2 separate regions of the Macaca mulatta genome follow, and region 1 is linked to region 2. Evidence: chromatin contacts called from public Hi-C data. All regions are on one chromosome and are shown on one strand. Each heading gives the region's core, a stretch centred on a gene start, on an enhancer-like site or on the middle of the called end of the contact. The rest is flanking DNA. Distances are from core to core; before and after follow the strand shown. Region 1 holds the start of COA4 (cytochrome c oxidase assembly factor 4 homolog). Region 2 holds the start of MRPL48 (mitochondrial ribosomal protein L48).

Region 1 (5,417 bases), core at 2,488-4,987, 95 kb after region 2:
TTCCTCTATAATCCTGCTGGGTGCTGATCTTGGCAGGCCCATCTACTGGGGATAGGTGGTTTGAGGTCTCAGTGGTGGGCACTGGCTTGTTCTTTCCTCCTCTGCAGCTCCTCTCGCCGCCTCGACTGCTGTTCACTCATGCAATCCTTGAACGCCTGCACCTGTGGCTGGCATTGCCGCCAGTCCTGGTGCTGGGCCATGCACTCCTGCACTGCAAAGTGGGAGGCAGCACAGCCAGAGCGGGAGATCAGCTGGTCCAGCGGGTCCTCCTCCTCATCCTCCTTCTTCACCCGTTGGGTCCAGGTATGGCCTTGAGGGGCTGAGGTTGACATCCTGGGGATGGGGAGTCTATAGAACATTAACAGAGACAAGGTTAGAGTGGGGATATAATATGTAAGGTTCCTAGATTATAAATAGCACTGACCAGACTGCACCGTTTAGCCTGTTTATGTCTCCCGTGGGAGACTCGAAGCTTGCAGACAGATGCTTGTGTTTTGTTTCATTTTGTTTTTTAAGGGTGTCTTGCTTTGTTGCCCAGGCTCACTGTAGCCTCCATCTTTAGGGATCAAGCCATCCTTCCGCCTCAGTTCCTCCCCAGCCAGAGTAGCTGGGACTACAGGTGTGCACCACCACACTCAGCTAATTTTTTTCATTTTTTGATAGATACAAGGTTTTTCCATGTTGCTCAGCATGGTCTCAAAACCCTGGGCTGAAGCGATCCTCCTGCCTTGGCCTCCTGAAGTGCTGAGATTACAGGTGTGAGCCAACTGTGCCCAGCTGATGTTTGTCTTGATTTACCTTTGTGCCTCCAGCACTAGGCCTAGCTGAGAGCAGGCCTGCAAAGTGGTTTGAACTGAATGAGATAAACCATGTGAGAATGCTTGACATAACATTCAATAAGTTCAATGGATTTTGCTATTGGAATATTAATTAGGTGAAATGTCATCTTTTTAGATAAGCTATCTCTGATCTACCTAAAGAGAACTAAACTTTCAGCTAGGTACGATGGCTCAAACCTGTAAGCCTAGCATTTTGGGAGGCTGAGGAAGGAAGATCCCTTGAGCCCAGGAGTTTGAGACCAGCCTGGGTTATGGCAAGACCTCATCTCTACAAAAAAATTTTAAAATGACTGGGTACGGTGGCTCACGCCTATAATCCCAGCACTTTGGGAGACTGAGGTGGTTGGATTACCTGAGGTCGGGAGATCAAGACCAGCCTGACCAACATGGAGAAAGCCTGTCTCTACTAAAAATACAAAATCAGCCAGGCATCGTGGCGTATGCCTGTAATCCCAGCTACTCAGGAGGCTGAGGCAGGAGAATCGTTTGAACCCGGGAGGCGGAGGTTGTGGTGAGCCGAGATCACACCACTGCACTCCAGCCTGGGGAACAAGAGTGAAACTCTGAGGCCTCAAAAAAAAAAAAAAAATAAGAAAGAAAGAAAAAAAATTTAAAAATTAGCTGGGCATGGTGGCACACACTTGTAGTCCCAGGTTCTCAAGAGGCTGAAGAGGGAGAATCCCTTGAGCCCAGGAGTTGAAAGGCTGCAGTGAGCTATGATGCTGCCACTATACTCCAGCTTAGGTGACATGGTGAGACCCAGTTTCAAATAAATAAATAACTGTTCTTCTTTTATCCTGCTAGTCTTATTCTATGCTGAAGAACAAAGTTTAAAAAGTGAAAGAGGCTGGATGTGGTGGCTCACACCTGTAATCCCAACACTTTGGGAGGCCGAGGCAAGTGGAGCACGAGGTCAGAAGTTCAAGACCAGCCTGGCCAAGATGGTGAAGCCCCATCTCCACTAAAAATATAAAAATTAGGTGGGCACGATGGCAGGTGCCTGTAATCCCAGCTACTTGGGAGGCTGAAGCAGGAGAATCGCTTTAATCCAGGGGACAGAGGTTGCAGTGAGCCAAAGATTGCACCACTGCACTCCAGCCTGGGCGACAGAGTGAGACTCCGTCTCCAAAACAAACAAACAAAAAAACAAAGTGAAAGGGTGCCCAAATATGGGTAGGTTTTGGCACATGGGAAGGATAGAAAGAGCTCAGTGTGGCTGTAGCATACACCATGCAGAAACCTGGCCTCTGCATCTATAAGGTGAAATGGCTTTGTAAACTATACAAAAATGTGAGATGTATTTATTTGCCCAAACTGTCATGCCCATCTGCATCAGAACACTCAGCAGAAAGCAGCATACAGAAGGAACTTAAGATCTGAAGAGAAATGACTTCAGCCTTTGCAAAAATTTCACCATGATGGGCTGTAAAGAAACTAGAAGGACTCCTTATTACCTTTACTGTGTCTCTCATTCACTCAACCAATGATTAAGTACCTATCATGTACCAGGCACTATGCTAGTGCTGAGGATTCAAGAGTGTCTAAGTCAGTTAAGTTCCTGGCTTCATGGAGTTTACAACCTAGACAAGGAGACAGGGCAGTTTACTATGCAGTGTACAGATAGCGAAGACTGGGACCACAGTGGAGGGATACCTAATCCAGACAAGGGCAGGAATAGCAGGGAAGGCTTCCTAGAGGAAGTGATTTCCAAGCTGAAACTTGACATATGGAACAAAAGTTAGCCAGAGATGGGAAAACTATTTTTGGTCAATGGAAGAGCAGGTGGTTGAGATAGAATCTGATACATGAGAGAAAAAAAAAAAGTTCAGTGATGGGAAAATAGAGTATCAGAACAAGACAATATTAAACTGGTGGGCTTTGTAGGACATAGTAGGGAATTTAAGACTTTTTATTCTGAGGGCAATGGGGAAGTCACAAGAGGGAGTCAGGCACTTTACACAACTCATTTGCCTTGGAGGCAGTATAACTTAAGCAGGAGGGGGAAAATGGGCTTTGAAACAGACTCGGACCTAGCTTTGTCACTGCCTCATTTGGTGTCCTTGGACACGTCATTTGATAACCTCTCTGGAAACACAGAGATGAAGCTGGGTGCCATGGCTCACGCCTGTAATCCAGCACTTTGGGAGACTGAGGCTGCAGGATGGTTTGCGCCCAGCCTGGGCAACACTGCGAGCCGTGATCATGCCACTGCATCCCAGCCTGGGTGACAGCGGGAGACCCTGTCTCAAAAAAAAGATAAGGTTTGTAAGGAGGCTAGTACGTCTAAAGAGTTCAATAAATGATAGTTTTCTCTTCCTAAACAGGCCAGCAGCAAATAATTTAGAGAAAGAACAGTGGAATGGAAAGTGCCTTGGATCCTAAACCAAGAGATCCGTATTCGAATCCCAGCACTACGCCTTACTATGTAAACTTTTTCATTTTAGTTTCCCCATTAATAATATTTAATTCGCACAATAGAATGAAGATTAACGAATGAAAAGTGCTTGGGCTACAACAGGACTCAGTAAATGCTACTGTACTCTCCTCTCACCACCTTCTGGCTTCAGTCTCCGGAGTAAAATGAGGACGACCCCTGCTCAGAGATCAGGGTAGGCTAGATGGTTGGCAGCTGGATCGTGGAGGCTGGCCTAAACTAGGAAGTCATGCAAAGGATCTTAAAGCAGACAAATGCTGGCAGCCACGAGGCCTGAAGCGCCTCAGGGGCATCGCGGACTTTGAACTTTGAGGACGCATGCGCGCGCGCGGCCGCTAATCGCTGCACCTTTGGGCCCGCAACGCCTTCTGAAGAACGCGGTATGCGATGCTCACCGAATAGGTGGGAGAAGAGGGCCCGAACACACGCTCCTACGCAGCGGCTTGAGCTTCGCGGGCGGTTGAGGGTCCTCTGTCCATCCTTCCGGGAACCAGCCCCTCGTGTGGAGCGCGCACACGGAAGGGGCGGGGAACGTGAAAAAGGCACGTTTTCACTGGTGGCCTCTCGGTGTTGAGCCCACCCTCTGTCCTCGCCGCACCCTTCTCGGGGACCCACTTCCGGGAAGGGGCGGAAGAGGTGGGCTGGTGGAGGCGGGGTCGAGATGGCGGCGCCTTTGAGGATTCAGAGCGACTGGGCGCAAGCCCTAAGGTGAATCCAGGCCCAGGACAGAGTCAGAGGAGGAGGGTAGTGGATGTTGCTTTTGCGTCAAGAAAAGCCATGCCTGGTCCAGGATATCAATAGGGGTTACTTCATCAATTGTTGAGGGATATGGAGGGAATAGGGTCCGGAAAAAGAATTGTCAAACCCGTGTGGTCATTCTCTGAAAAGCTATCCCCAGGTCAAGGGAGCACATGAGTTGTGTGATCCCCGCGTCAGAATTAGTATCAGTGAGTTGGAGAAAGACAGGGGTACTGGAAGGCAGGAAGGCTCTTGGCCAAGCAGTCATTTAGCAAATATTGATTAGTCGTCAGTTATTTCCAGAAGTCCCTGTACTCACCACTACTTTGTGCATGTGATGGAACCTTTGTATTCTCCTAGGCCCCTTAATGCTATATTGGGCATACTGGACGATACTATTAAGGAAACTAACACTATGTCCAGGCCCCGTACTGGATGCTTGGTGGAGCTCAGATGTATACTCTAAATATAAGTGATGGTTCCTGCTCTTAAGAAGCTGACATCCAAGCCGGGTGCGGTGGCTCATGCCTGTAATCCCAGCAGTTTGGAAAACTGAGATTGGTGGATCATTTGAGGTCAGAAGTTCAAGACTAGCCTGACCAACATGGTGAAACCCTGTCTTTACTAAAAATACAGAAATTAGCCGGGTGTGGGAGTGGGCACCTATAATCCCAGCTACTCTGGAGGCTGAGGCAGGAGAATCGGTTGAACCCAGGAGGTGGAGGTTGCAGTGAGCTGAGATTGCACCACTGCACTCCAGCCTGTGTGACAGAGCGATACTCATCTCAAAAAAAAAGAAAAGCTGAAATCTTAAGTAGGAATACACAGCCAACTATTCATTCATAAAACGTTTATTGATCTTATACTGTGCCAGTTGTTTCTCTAGGAATCAGGATGGATATAGCAGTGCCATATTTGTCAACTGCTACTGCTAATAAGGGTTTTTCAAATTGAAACAATGGTGAAGATGAATGAAACAGCCTTCTGCATTTAAGAAATTTTCACCTTACTAAATTTATACCTTACTTAATTTAGGTGGGCTAAAATACAGACTAGTTGCTAGTACACAGAATGTGATAAGTAGTAAAGAACAATAACATGGCCGGGCACGGTGGCTCAAGCCTGTAATCCCAGCACTTTGGGAGGTCGAGACGGGCGGATCACTAGGTCAGGAGATCGAGACCATCCTGGCTAACACGGTGAAACCCCGTCTCTACTAAAAAATAAAAAAAACTAGCCGGGCGAGGTGGCGGGCGCCTGTAGTCCCAGCTACTCAGGAGGCTGAGACAGGAGAATGGCCCGAACCCGGGAGGCGGAGCTTGCAGTGAGCTGAGATCCAGCCACTGCACTCCAGCCTGGGCGACAGAGCGAGACTCCGTCTCAAAAAAAAAAAAAAAAAAAAAAAA
Region 2 (5,617 bases), core at 2,220-4,719:
GCATTCACATGCTCCAGCCCTTTCCTTCTCTATCTCCCACTAGAGAGGTCAGGAGGCATTTGGTGAGCCCCTAGGCTGATAGCCAAAGGGTCTTCTGGGCAATAAAGAGAGGGACAGGAGCAGTCACATGCCTGGGAGAATGGGAAATTGGCTTATCTGGTACCTAGTTGTAGACTGATGCTCCATATTCATCTCAGATTATAACTTAGAATGTCCTTTACTGCTCACATCTAATCAGTCACCAAAGTCTGCCCATTCTATTGCCTTAATATCTCTCGTATTGATTCCTCTCCATCTCTATCAGTGCCTTAACTTAGACACTCCTCCTTGTCACTTACATTGCCACTTTAGTCTTCCGGCTGGACTCCCTGGCTCTGTTCTCTTCTCTACTTTTCCACTCTTAACTGGCTCCTGATTGGTCAAAGCCTCTCCAACTCTTTGGTCTGACATTTAACAATTTGACTCTATCCTGCCTCTCTAATCTCTTTTCTCAATAGTTTTCTCTCTAAATCTACATTTCAGCCAAACTTGAAGTCCCCTAAACATTCACCACTCTCTTTTTCAAAACCACATAGTGAGTAAATGGCAGGGGCAGGAATGAATTTGAGCCCATATTCTATGCACATTCTCCCATCTCTGTGTGTCTACTATGCTGTTTGTGAAGAAGCAGACAAGAAATATCATTGTAGAAATGGGTTATAGGTAGGAGAAAAGAGAAAGAAGAGGGAGCTTTCAATTCAGTTCACCAGATGCATATTCCATGGGCTGGGCCCTGGACTAGATGCTGGAGATACAAAGATAAATAAGGTATTGGCCAGGTGCGGTGGCACATGCCTATAATCCCAGTGCTTTGAGAGGCTGAGATGGGAGGATCACTTCAGGTCAAGAGTTCGAGACCAGCCTGGGCAACATAGCAAAACACCCTGTCTGCAAAATAAATACATACATAAGCTGAGCTTGATTGTATTCCTTTGTAGTCCCAGATACTCAGGAGGCTGAGGCAGAAGAATCACTTGAGCCCACAAGTTTGAGGTTACAGTGAGCTATGATCACGCCACTACACTCCAGCCTGGGCAGCAGAGCAAGACCCTGTCTCAAAACAACAACGAAGAAACAATCAAATATGAATAAGGTATAAATATCCTTGACCTTGGGAAGTTCATGGTTTATAGAAGGATGAAGTAAAAAGAAGAACTTGGTACTTGGAAAGCGGCCTGTGTTGAGCTGTCTTGGTTTCCCCAAATGGGTGGGAGGCTTTGTTTTTAGAGGCTGAAGACAAAATAAGCCAGAGAAGCTACTAAATGTTAGATATGCAGGGATTTCTGCTTACATCTATATGAAAGTGTCCCTCTGGGAAGCTCAGTAAACGCACTCCTTTATAACATATAACATCAACAACAGAGCTTTGCAACAATAATATCCATTCCAGTACGTTCATGGATATTGCTGAGGTGCGTTTATATTTATATATGCTAATTTCAGCTTCCTTTTGGGTTCTAGATTCTTGACCTTTGAAAATATTCTAATTGTTAGCTGGGCGCGGTGGCTCACGCCTATAATCCCAGCACTTTGGGAGGCCAAGGCAGGCTGACAACCAGGTCAGGAGATTGAGACCATCCTGGCTAACACGGTGAAACCCCATCTCCACTAAAAATACAAAAAATTAGCCAGGCGTGGTGACAGGCGCCTGTAGTCCCAGCTGCTTGGGAGGCTGAGGTAGGAGAATGGCATGAACCCAGGAGGCAGAGGCTGCAGTGATTGGGCCACTGCGCTCCAGCCTGGGCGACACAGCAAGACTCTGTCTTGAAAAAAAAAAAAAAATTCTAGTTGTTTTGGGAATCCTTGTATCTTCATACAAAGGACTAACCGTCTCCTTCTTCCTTCTTTTTCCTTTTTCCTTACTTACCCCAGAGAGTGTATTAACATGAAGATGGATTTGTATCTTTTTTTTTTTTTCCCCAGACGGAGTCTTGTTCTGTGGCCCAAGCTGGAGTGCAATGGCACCATCTCAGCACACTGCAGGCTCTGCCTCCCGGGTTTAAGCGATTCTCCTTCCTCAGGCTCCTGAGTAGCTGGGATTACAGGCATGCACCGCTACGCCCGGCTAATTTTTGTATTTTTAGTAGAGATGGAGTTCACCATTTTGCTCAGGCTGGTCTCAAACTTGTGATCCGCCTGCCTCGGCCTCCCAAAGTGCTCGGATTATAGGCATGAGCCACCACACCCGGCCATGTATCTTATTAGATTGTATTTACCTGGACTAGACAAGGAAAGAAACTCTGGCTGCCAACCTGCCCTTTTGCAAACCTATAGTCACAATCCCATAACACAGATGAAGCACAGGCACTGAAATGAAACAGCTCACCACTTATATAACATTATGTTAGCTAGGTACCTTCTTCCTGTCTCCGTTCCTCATCTGTGAGATGGGTATAATGATCCTCAGCCTCATAGGGTTATTGGAAAGACTGAATGAACCCATAAAGAACCGACCTGGCACATACTAGCATTTGATTGATTTTTTTTTTTTTCTTATTTAAAATTTCACTTCTAAAACCCCAGTAGCATTTATTAGGCAACAATCAATCACTGTACTGGAGGAGGTATGGCTGGTCCATTATATTTCCAAGCATAATTAATTGTCATATCTGTGTTACCTCAGTACTTTGCACACAATTCTGGTATTTCACTTACCATACTAGATACTAATTATTTGTTACTAGATACTAATTATTTTTTACTATTATTTTGATTGAGTTTCTCAAGGACTGAGATCCTGATTGATTAATTTATTCCAGCATCTAGCACGGACGTGGAAATCTGACTTCTAACCTCAATTTAAGAGATGATTGGTCCGGCCCGGTGGCTCACGCTTGTAATCCTAGCACTTTGCGAGGCCGAGGCGGGCGGATCACCTGAGGTCGGGAGTTCAAGACCAGCCCGACAAACATGTAGAAACCCCATCTCTACTAAAAATACAAAAATTAGGCGGGCGTGGGGGCGCGCGCCTGTAATCCCAGCTACTTGGAGACAGGAGAATTGCTTGAACCAGAGAGGCGGAGGTTGCAGTGAGCTGAGATCATGCCACTACACTCCAGCCTGCGAAACAGAGCGAGACTCCGCTTCAAAAAACAAAAAAAGTCAGATCTGTGCTAGACGCTGAAAGGAATTAATCAGACAGGATCTCAGTCTTTTAAGAACTTTCAAATACAGAGAAGAGGTGGTAACAAATCATTAGTGTATAATATTGTAAGTGAAAAATCAGAAATGTGTGCTAAGTACTGGGGTAACATAGAGATGGTAATTAATTCTGCCTGGAGAAACAGCAGTGAATGTGACAACCTGAGTGAGGGCGGAAAGCAGGAGAATTTCTAGACGCTGAATTTCAGAAGCTTCCGGAACTAAAATGATGCGGAAGTTGAGTGAGTCTCGGTGGGATATTGTTGCTGCACCTGGTCAAGGCTGTTCCGTCAGTGTTTTCAGACGCCCTGGGAACGCGGCTGCAGGGGCGGGTCTTCAGTTTGCACAGCTAGAGGCCGCGCAGTAGCAAAGGATGAGCGGAACCTTGGAAAAGGTAACGTAGATTCCACGCACGCGGGGCTTGGTGAGATGGTGGAGAGTGGATAGCGGGGAGGTGGCGGCGGGGGGATATCCGGGGATAAGACACTGGGGCGCCCAAGGTCCTTCCCAGCAGCACATGTGGCTGCCTGGCGGTGAAGGGACTGAGCAGATTCCTTTCCACCCGGGGCGAACTCTGCGGAGGCGAGCCGTGCCACGCCCACACCACACACCACTCTCTCCACCCAGTGCCTGGAAAAGGGAGAGCTCTGCGATGGGAATCACACCAGGATACGGTCCCGATTAACTGTGTGACCTTGGGCAGGTCATTTTATATTTGCATTTAGTTATCAACTTCCATAATTTTTTCTAAGAATGCAGTTTTGACTTGCTGAACTGATGAGGATGTGAAGCTACCTGGTAATAAGGAAAGAGTAGTAATAAACTACGTTTTCGTTCCTCCCTTCCCCTCCCCTCCCCCTCCCCCTCCCCTCCCCCTCCCCTCCCCCCTCCCCTCCCCCTCCCCCCTCCCCCTCCCCCCTCCCCTCCCCCTCCCCCCTCCCCCTCCCCCCTCCCCTCCCCCCTCCCCCTCCCCTCCCCTCCCCTCCCCTTCCCTCTCCCCTCCCTTTTCTTTCTTCTCGGATTTCGCTCTGTTGCCCAGGCTGCTTGGCTCATCACAACCTTCGCTTTCCGGGTTCAAGCGATTCAGCTGCCTCAGCCTCCCGAGTAGCTGGGACTACAGGCGCGCAAGACACTATGCCTGGCTAATTTTTGTATTTTTAGTAGAAACGGGGTTTCACTGTGTTGGCCAGGCTGGTCTCGAACTCCTGACCACGTGATATGCCCGCCTCGGCCTCCCAAAGTGCTGGGATTACAGGCGAGAGCTACCGCACCCCGCAAATTAACTACATTTTCATTTCCAAAACCTTATTTAAGTGACTGTCATAAAATCGTATGAACCACTATAAATGTGTTCCTTGGCTTTCTCCTATTCCCTTAAGAGATTTAACAGATTTCATTTGTGCTCTTTCAGTTGTATCATGCTGCTTAGATTAATGGCTCATTTTAGCAATTTATATTAAAATTTTGTTTTAGGCATTAGTTGTGGAGACTATTATTTCCATGATTCATAGGTCAGCATGGTCGTTGCAGCTCATGGATCTACCTATGGTTACCTTGGGGCTGCCCTTGAATGTGTAAGGGCCCACGCCTCACTTCATCCTTTATGAAACAATTCAGTTGTTCACCTGAGCCAGTTTGTAAGAATTTGGCCAAATATAGTGCCAAGATAATAGAAAAAAATTCAGAAAGTTTCAAAATTCCATTGTTAAAGATGGTCACACTGGTGACTACACTCCTTGATTTGCCTTGGTTGCAAGAAATGCTAAAAGGGAGGGAATAAAATAGTATCAAGGAATACTATTTGCAACCATTTGGTTCTCCATGTGTCACCATGTTGCTCAGACTGATCTGGAACTCCTGGAAAAGAGCCCATGGAAATCTGTCATTAAGGCCAGCATCTGACATGGGTATATAGAGCCTCCTTAGTTGCTTTAGTCAGCTAACCTTGTCATTATTTGCCAAATGTAAGTCTGTCTCAAAGTGTTAGTTAATACTTTACATTTATAAGGAAGGTCATAGGATTTGTGTCAGACAGTTCTATCTCTTGTTATGACTTTGGGCAAGTTATTTCACTTCACTGCTTGTGTTTCCTATCTGTAAAAGCAGATGATGCCCACCACATGGAATTGTAGAGATTATAGAGAATAATGTAGATAGGAGTATTTTGTAAGGTCTGAAGGATGATGCAAATAAGAATATTGATATTATTCTAGGCTGGGCGCGGTGGCTCAAGCCTGTAATCCCAGCACTTTGGGAGGCCGAGGTGGGTGGATCACGAGGTCAGGAGATCAAGACCATCCTGGCTAACATGGTGAAACCCCGTCTCTACTAAAAATACAAAAAACTAGCCAGGCGTGGTGGCGGGCGCCTGTAGTCCCAGCTACTCGGAGGCTGAGGCGGGAGAATGGCGTGAACCCGGGAGGTGGAGCTTGCAGTG

What was found. Hi-C and Micro-C count contacts between places; a contact is called where the count stands out from the background.
Region 1: a Hi-C map of fetal cortical plate shows a contact between it and region 2, with 1.6 times the contacts expected there. The contact joins the promoter of COA4 here to the promoter of MRPL48 in region 2. A contact is called at or near these places in 2 of 14 Hi-C or Micro-C datasets (fetal cortex germinal zone and fetal cortical plate).

What each region holds. Positions count from the first base shown.
Region 1 is chr14:74,273,983-74,279,399 of T2T-MMU8v2.0, forward strand. It overlaps COA4 (cytochrome c oxidase assembly factor 4 homolog), which reads right to left and starts at 3,738. Exons shown (of 2, transcript NM_001193378.1): 1 at 3,669-3,738; 2 at 1-348. The coding sequence starts at 332. The coding sequence ends at 69. PAAF1 (proteasomal ATPase associated factor 1) reads left to right here and starts at 3,918. Exons shown (of 12, transcript NM_001265839.1): 1 at 3,918-3,981. The coding sequence starts at 3,935. MRPL48 (mitochondrial ribosomal protein L48) reads left to right here. Exons shown (of 8, transcript XR_013404106.1): 8 at 1,381-1,990.
Region 2 is chr14:74,179,550-74,185,166 of T2T-MMU8v2.0, forward strand. It overlaps MRPL48 (mitochondrial ribosomal protein L48), which reads left to right and starts at 3,470. Exons shown (of 8, transcript XR_013404106.1): 1 at 3,470-3,574.